2 separate regions of the Hordeum vulgare genome follow, and region 2 is linked to region 1. The links are chromatin contacts, called in public Hi-C maps. All regions are on one chromosome and are shown on one strand. The core of a region is the stretch at or near the end of the contact, and the rest is flanking DNA. Distances in the headings are between cores, read along the strand shown. Region 1 holds the start of LOC123440171 (B3 domain-containing protein LFL1-like). Region 2 holds the start of LOC123444260 (protein phosphatase 2C 50-like).

Region 1 (4,330 bases), core at 384-2,883:
ATCACTGGAAAGAGAAAGAGGTCGGGCTACACCAAGGATGACCATATCGCCTTGAGCCCGACAACATATATCGTGAGGTAAAAGGATTAGAAGTATGATATACAGGTTCACCAAACCGGCTTTATTGTCTGCTTGGTGGTGGTACGCTTTGCTAGAAGCCGCTACCAACCATGAATATCGGAGGCAATCAAACCTGCAACCAAGCCGACTTGCACCCAAGGGGGCACACGTTTAAGGGAAGGAACCTATGAGGTCGGATCCGAGGACACTGATCGGATGTAGTCCGAGTTGGATTTGGATCGTGATCGAGTAGACTTTGGGCTTTAGGATCCGTGCGATACCCAACCGTTGAGCCCGTGATGGATCCATATATATATATAGTGGAGGTGCGACATATGGTTTCAGTTGATCACTTCAACGTCGTCATTAGGGCTTTGCATGCGTTACCACTAGCCACCTCCACTCATCGTCAGTTGCGTGATCGGACCTAGGAGTCGGCCACACGATGTTCTTCATGCACGCGCGAATATCGTCAGAGGCGATGCAATTGCGCTACTACAGCGAACCTGTTCGTGAAAGCCAACGACCGTCTCTTCGAGAGAGTTCCAACAAGGAGGAGACGAACCCCCGGACGCGCTGCCCCGATGCTACTTCTACTGCACCACACTACGCGACTAGTGATAAGGATCCGTGATCCATCCCCATCGCATGTTCCTTAATCGATGCACTTAGCGTAGGACAACAGTTGGATTCAAGCCCCACCTGTGCGGACGCAATGGATTCCCGTCGAAGTGACTCGGTGCCCGCATACTGGAAGGACGAAGTTCGGGTTTCCTCCAGAGACCAACGGAGAGCGAGTCGTATGGCTAACTCGTCCATGTCCTCGCATGGGACAAGGTCCCAACCGACGAATTTGGAATTATCACACTCTCATTCGTTGCCTACCATATCAAAAAAAGGCCGAAGCTCGTTTAAGATAAGTAAGGGAGGAGCAAAACAGATTGAAAGTGAAGTGACGTGGCTAGGTTTTAATCCTGGATAAGAATATAGACGTACATATGTGGGGTTAAAATGAGCCAATGTGGGCTAGATCTAATATGGTGGATGCGTCTATGCATCCTATATTCATTTCGCGTATGGACCACGTATGACGGACGAATGTGAATGTCACAAATTTGTTGCCATAAAAGAGTATCTGCGCCATAGGGCTATTTTTAGCGAACCCCCGTCCACGCTTCAAGCTCCACCGCAGCCTACGACCAGTGAATGAGCAGAGCTCGCGCGGGGGGCGGGGCGGCAGTGATGAGTGCGCCAACCACCACGGGCGAGGGCGAGGGCGAATGCAGGCAGAGTGCGAAACACGGAACGGAACCCAAACCAGGCGCCCCCCGGATTTCAAAACTCACAAGCCAGCCATTTGTCTGCGAGCCCCGCGGGGAATCCCAAGGCGGAAAAAACGCCAGCAGCGGCCTCCCCGCGCCTCCCACCCGGCGCCTGCCACCTCGCGCCCGCCCGGTTGGCCCTCGGCATCGCCCCGTCGGGCGCTGGCTCCCATTTCAGAGCTCGCCCGCCACTTGGCGCCGCGCCCCCCGTCTCCGATTCTCCGCCCGCCCCCGCCTATAAATGCGCCCCGCGCGACCCCAACCCTAGCCGCCGCATCATCCCCCTCCTCCTCCCGTCCCACCGGCATGGCCGCCATCAGCAGCAGCAAGCGCCGCTCCCCCTCCGCATCCACCGCCGCCTCCTCCTCCTCGGCCGACGGGATCGGCGAGCCTGGCCCGCAGCTCGTCACCCGGAAGCGGAGGTCCGTTCGGCGCGGGCCCCGCGGCGGTGTCCGGTGGATGCCGGCGATCCGACCAGTGAGTGCCTCGGAATTCATCGCCACGTCCTGCTGCGTGTAGGTGGTCGATCCTCCGTATATTATGGGATCATCATCATCTCCGCGGAGGTGGTGGGCCGTGCTGGCGGGGAGACGCGGTGGGCTGGAGGCCCAGGGCAAGAGAGGGGTGATTGTTATGGTTGACGTTTGATTTGAGATTTGATTTGATTGATAGCGACCGAGGCGCCTCTAGATGTTTGACGTGTGTGGTTGATTGCATTGGGGGCTCTCATCTGCCCGATTGCCGATTTGATTACTGCGTTGTTGCGAGTCTAGGGGATCTTTGAAGGTCTTATTTTGAATTCCACGATCGGATTTCACCGACCTAACGGGTTGTGTGCTTAGGTGTGAATGTGATCAATTGCTATTTTTTGCTCAATTGTCGTCGTTAGTGTGCTAGGCTAGAGGTTATGGTAAGGGGTGATTTTTGTACTTCTCTGTTGGATCTACGACGTCTATGGCAGGGTCCACTCTTTGATAGTTTTGGTCAGTCATTAACTCATCATACACCAATTATCCATGTTTTCGAACTAAATAATCAGAGTAAGACTTCGTAACTCATCTTCTGTCGTGTCTCATGTGGCACATGTATAGAATATGTGCTGTAGGTCCCATCTGGCAGTTTCAGCGTAATAAGAACACTTAGTGGTTCACATCGTCACCGTGTCAATGTAGTTATGTGCAACGGTAACAACAACACTTGCCTATGCCTGTGTGCATTACTTGATGCAGAGGTCGAGGGTCTTTTCCCTCTTTTTGGAAAAAAACAAACAAGAACACTTGCGTGGTTATATATATTACAACAGTACACACTCAATATTAGCTGCAAGTGCATAATTTAGTCCTTTACATACTCACATTCTTTTGTCCATGTTGTTATGTGCATTTCACATTTACTGTCTGCACAAATGTTATGTTATTGCCATTTCCATGAGGCGCTGCAAGGTTTGTAGGGATTGCGTTTTCTCTAGTAGCTTACTGCAGCACAATAATCGCAGGAAATAGCAGCACATGTCAAATTAACTGATTGAGTTTTTGATTTCAGTGTCTTTGGTATTTTTTTTCCATAGCATGTGGCATGGGCCACAACAGTAATTATGTCAGGCAGTAGATACTAGCTGATACATTATGTGTACTTGTGTACCAGTATGCTGACTGGGACGACGGGTAGACCATCTGGTATGAATGTAGCGGTGTTACTTCAGACTGGGGTTCTTGAACCTTAATTGCCCCAAGTAACTTTTGAGCTTAATGCAATTTTCAGGTGCTAGTTATGTTTTCATGTTTGTTTTGGACTTTGTAGTGTGATTTATCTTATATTTTAAACAGAAGCTATGAAAACTGTGTGACCATAGCATCATTTCTATTACTATGATGGACAGAACTGGTGTAAGAGGGCATTTGTAGTACGTACAATTTAAGACACTTGCTATCTACACTTTTGTCATAAGCTTAAAATAATCATTTCCATGTTAACTAAACTGTACACAATCTACAACTTGCAACTATTTATTTTCCGTTGGATGAAGAATCAATGCTCAGGATTGTCAACTTAGAAATAAGGATTTCCAATTCAATTTAGAGATAGACACGTCTAATGTGGTACTTGATTTTATTTTTTCTGCCTGCTCCCTAAATGAATTCGTTTTTTTGTGATAGGTAAGTGAGCTGGATTTAAATAGAGTTGCTCTAGATCCAGATGTAAGACTTATGCAAAACATATAGGAAGTATTTTTTTAGAGAAGGAAACAGTGTTAATCGAACTAGTCCATTGTATTAATAGATTCTAGAATGTTTGTGTAGCATCAAGTGCCCGGGTTGCGAGTTATTCTGCAGAAGGAGCTCCGTAACAGTGACATAAGCCAGCTTGGGAGAATTGTTCTTCCGAAGGTGAGTTCTTATTTAAACAGCTTTTACAAACTTCCTTTTACCATCATAGTTCATGCTCTCTAACTGTTGACACTTGTCTCTGGCATTAATTGCACAGAAAGAGTCGGAGGCTTACCTCCCAACTCTGGCATCAAAGGATGGCAGAAGTCTACGCATGCATGATTTGCTAAATGCACAAGAGTGGACATTCAAGTACAGGTTGGACAAACTGTTTTTTTTTTTTGCGTTAATGTTTGCTGCTATGGGCTGCAATACCCATATGATCTTTGTTGTACCTCACTTTTACTATCTCAGCCATAAAATTGAAGAAATTCCTGTGAAAGAAGCACAATTACATGATTATAATGGTGGTAATTTATTTTAATACTCTGCCTTGTCTAACAAGAAATGAATTATCAGTAAGGTAGTTCATAGTTACGAATGTTCTTAGTTGCAGTGACATCTCTGCATTTATGTTTAGTTTGGTCTAGCATATCCACTACAATGACACAGTTTATAATCTCCGTACAGATACTGGCCAAACAACAACAGCAGGATGTATGTACTTGAGAATACCGGTGA
Region 2 (4,444 bases), core at 1,572-4,071, 140 kb after region 1:
TCTCGATTCGTACCAACCCAACAGACACTTACGGAGATACCTGTAGTGCACCTTTATAGTCACCCAATTACAATGTGACGTTTGATACACCCAAAGCATTCCTACGATATCCGGGAGTTGTACAATCTCATGGTCTAAGCAAATGATACTTGACATTAGAAAAGCTCTAGCAGACGAACTACACGATCTTGTGCTATGCTTAGGATTGAGTCTTGTCCATCACATCATTCTACTAATGATGTGATCCCGTTATCAGCGACATCCAATGTCCATGGTCAGGAAACCATGACCATCCATTGATCAACGAGCTAGTCAACTAGAGGCTCACTAGGGACATGGTGTGGTCTATGTATTCACACATGTATTACGGTTTCCGGTTAATACAATTACAACATGAACAATAGACAATTATCATGAACAAGGAAATATAATAATAAACAATTTATTATTGACTCTAGGGCATATTTCCAACACGGGAGAGGGTCGGCCCGCGGCTGCATAAGTCAATGAGTGGCGCCTAAGAGCAAGGCGCCACACATTACAAGTGTGGCGCCTTTGCCTTATGCACCACACTACCGGAAGGGTGGGGTCGGCCAAGGCAGGGGTGCCAGCATGGCCGAAGGTGTGGCGTCTAGAGTTTTGGTGCCACACAGTGTAGTGTGATGCCTTTTTGTCGGACGCCACACAAAAGGGCTAGGCGGTCAAATTTCTTTCGATCACATTTCATTTTGTGAATTTGTTGTGTCAATAGGTCAAATTTGGCCATATTGTCGATAATTAGTAGTTTCCTTTTTAACATTTTTGGATCATGTGAAAGGTAATTTTCCTTTTAGGATGTAGTGTGGGACACTTTTTTAAATAAATAGACCACTTCGGAGCGTTAGCAGTCCAACGTCTACTCGCTAAACGCTTCTTGTTTTTGTGCAAGTTAATCTTCTTGGATGTTGGATTACAACAGTTAGGCGTCGTCTTCTTCCTCCAGGCCATCTCTTCTTCTTCCTCCTCCTTCAGCCGCCGAACTTGCTCTCATACTTGTGCTTATCTCCGTGTGCGATGTTAATTCTTTATTTTAAAGAAGGTTAAAACCTCCGATCTTTACGTCAATCGATGTATACATTTATTTTTATTAATTATTTAATAAAGGTCATCATCGTTTTCACCGAGGTAGCTATATAATCCGAATGGCGGTCCTCTTCTTTTTTCTCTCCCTAATAATAAAGCACATAGTGCTTCTGTCGTACGTCACTAAAATTACTTCCAATGTTATCCTAAATTACCCACTATGCCACCCATAAGTAAAGAAAACGATTTGATTTTTTTCCAGTCAAAGTCATCGTTCCTTACTTATAGGGAGAGGTCCTAAAAAGACAACCAGATGAGCTCGGCGTAGTGGTTGGAGCGCTGGTATTCCATCTAGTTGACCCAGGTTCGATACCTGGAACCTTCATTTCTTTGGTCACGCATTTTTGTTTTATTATTCCCATTTGTTTTTTATCTTCTTTAAATTAATTCGGAATTTACAAATTTCCAAATTAAAAAACTCTTGAGTTTTGAGCGAAAATATTCATAAAGTCATAAAATGTTTTGGGATTTCAAAATGTTTACAGATTTAAATAATACTGATGAAATCATAAAATGTTTGGGAATTCAAAAAAAAGGTTCGGGAAATCATAAAACGTTCATGGACTCAAAAAATGTTGATGATTTAAAAAAATTGTTTTGATTTTGTAAAAGAATTCACAATTTCATATTTTCAAAAAATATATTCAGCAAATATAAAACATTCATGATTTTGAAAATGATCATGTATTCAAAAATATCCTTGAATTCGAAGAAAATGTGTAAGAAATTTTGAAAAACGTTCACGGAAACTAAAAAAATGCAAAAATATGTATTATACAACAGATTTAATCTTACCATGGCGGTCTCCTCTCCATAAACTGCAGGTGCCGTCCTTAGGTTAGAGCACGGCGACAATGAGGCATACGTATTTAGTGACCACTAACCACATTACAAAAATCCTTGTCAGAAGCCGTTTACTCTATAGCGATGCCCCTGTGTTGTGCTAAAGTATAATGAAAAGCACATCATCTTGAAATTGATTGTTAGCGATGATGAAAAGTATAATGGACAATATGAACATCATTAGCGATTACGATGAAAAGAAAAATAACAACAAAATTAAATGGGTAGCTAGGAGCGTGCAACATTTTATTTTTTTCCGCTTGCAACGCACGGACACATTTCCTTAGGGCATGTACAATGGTGCTATCTTAGAAGTGCCACATAGGATAAATGATGAGGTGGAGAAGAGAAAACTCGAAAAAAAGGCTTTGCCTTCTCTTATTTAAAAGAAAACAAGAGGTGATCTCGTAGCACAATACGCCTCATCATGTTTTTAGGAATAACTAATTATAAAAGATAGGGTTAAAAGATGACCCATTGTAGACTCTCTTTTTTGTCATTGTACCTGCCTTTAAAGAAAACTCAGTCAACTTACTTATAGCTTCTCGCCTTTTTTTTTTTGACACGAGAGCTGGTCTGCGGCCGTGTGCAACGGTGCAGGCAGCCGAGTATAGCATAGCAGACACCAAAATCTCGAGTGAGCAACAGACGGTAACAAACAAACCCACGATCAGGTCCACCCCACTCCATCCAGATTCCAGGCCCAGCGGGAGGAAGTTTTTAAAAAGGAAAACTGGAGCAGACCAGCAGCAGCGCCTAGACGCGACACCTGTTCTTCATGGCGCAGCCAATCGCATCCCCCCACCTCGCTTCCTTGCGGCTCGTGCCTTTCCTCCCTCACTCACAGTCACACGTCCCGCTCGCCCGCATCCGCTCCTCCTCCCCCGAACACGCAACGCCGTCGTCCGCCACTGGCAACCTCCCACGCCCCCGCGCGCCGCGCCCACCTGGTACACGTACTCCCGAACCCAGCACCAACCCTCCTCGTCACCACTCTCTCTCTCTACTTTCCCTCGCTCTCTCCCTCTCTCTCTCTTTCTCCATTGCTGCACCCTTGATTCGCGCAAAGGACGCCACGGCTCGCGCTCTCTCTGTTGGTGGGCTGCTCAGGCGCGTGGTGCGGCTGGCCGGCGCTGCCGTCGGCGTGGTCTCGGGGCTGTTTTACTGCCGTGGGATCGGGTGATGGCGGCGGCGGTGTTCGCCGGGGACGGGGCCGCCGCGCGCGGGGGGTGCTCGGCGGAATGCGCCGGGGGGATCGAGAGGCCACCGGATCTCGGGAGCAGGGCGGGGGACGGGTGCGGCAAGCGGAGCGTGTACCTCATGGAGTGCGTGCCGCTGTGGGGCTGCGCCGCGGCGCGCGGCCGTGCCGCGGAGATGGAGGACGCGTGCGCCGCCGTGCCGCGCTTCGCTGCCCTGCCGGCGCGGATGCTCGCCAGCAGCCGTGAGCTGGACGGGATCGGGGGCGACTTCGACGCCGCCGAGCTCCGGCTCCCAGCGCACCTGTTCGGCGTCTACGATGGGCACGGCGGCTCGGAGGTGGGGTTATCTTCTCCTGTGACTCTTGGCCCAGAGTCCCGGACCAAACACATTTGACTTGAAGCGGGCCCTCTTGCTCATGCTTGATCATGTCTGTGCAGGTCGCAAACTACTGCCGGGATAAGATCCACGTTGTGTTGAGAGAAGTGCTGAGAGACGGCAGGGGGTTGGAGGAACTGGGAGAAGTAGGGGAGGTGGACGTGAAGGAATCATGGGAGAAGGTTTTCGGTGATTGTTTCCAGAAGGTAGACGACGAGGTGTCGGGGAAAGCGATCAGGTTTTCCAATGGCGTCACGGAGCTCCGTCCGGAGCCTATTGCCGCTGATAACGTCGGTTCCACTGCCGTGGTTGCGATTGTCTGCTCTTCTCATGTCATAACTGCGAATTGTGGAGATTCACGCGTCGTGCTCTGCCGTGGGAAGGAGCCGATTGCTCTGTCCGTCGATCACAAAGTACATACTGGGCTTTACTGTTCAGCTAAGTTTTTTGGTTAAGGCAAATTGTATCTGATTATGCTTTCCTGTTCTAGCCTGATGGGAAAGACGAGCGTGCCAGGATTGAGGCCGCAGGTGGAAAGGTCATTGACTGGAATGGTTATCGTGTCTCTGGTATTCTCGCAATGTCACGGTCAATCGGTAAGTTTTCCGCCTTTGCACGCCCAAGCTTATTACCTGGACAAACATATTGATGATTTCTTTTTTTCTTTTTTTTGCGGGAAACATATTGATGATTTCAAGCCAGCTGTAAAGCCATGTTTGGAATGCGATTAAGATCTTAAGATGTTTTCTGTTACTTTTTGACCACGAGTGTGCTAGCCTAACATGACTGTTCTTATTCATGAACACTAGAAGAAGGCACACTTTAGTAACTCTAGAAGGCATCTCTCCGTAAGCTAGGAGCTTAAGACCCAAAAAAAGTGTCACAACAAGTAAGCTTGTACAAA

The links. Hi-C and Micro-C count contacts between places; a contact is called where the count stands out from the background.
Region 2: a Hi-C map of leaf shows a contact between it and region 1, with 4 times the contacts expected there. The contact joins the promoter of LOC123444260 here to the promoter of LOC123440171 in region 1. A contact is called at or near these places in 5 of 6 Hi-C or Micro-C datasets (leaf and seedling) and 1 of 1 datasets of contacts at active chromatin or transcription factors (embryo).

Annotation. Positions count from the first base shown.
Region 1 is chr3H:460,856,771-460,861,100 of MorexV3_pseudomolecules_assembly, forward strand. LOC123440171 (B3 domain-containing protein LFL1-like) reads left to right here and starts at 1,634. Exons shown (of 7, transcript XM_045116745.1): 1 at 1,634-1,859; 2 at 3,539-3,580; 3 at 3,683-3,769; 4 at 3,867-3,967; 5 at 4,280-4,326. The coding sequence starts at 1,689.
Region 2 is chr3H:460,990,584-460,995,027 of MorexV3_pseudomolecules_assembly, forward strand. It overlaps LOC123444260 (protein phosphatase 2C 50-like), which reads left to right and starts at 2,822. Exons shown (of 4, transcript XM_045120926.1): 1 at 2,822-3,501; 2 at 3,603-3,953; 3 at 4,031-4,136. The coding sequence starts at 3,148.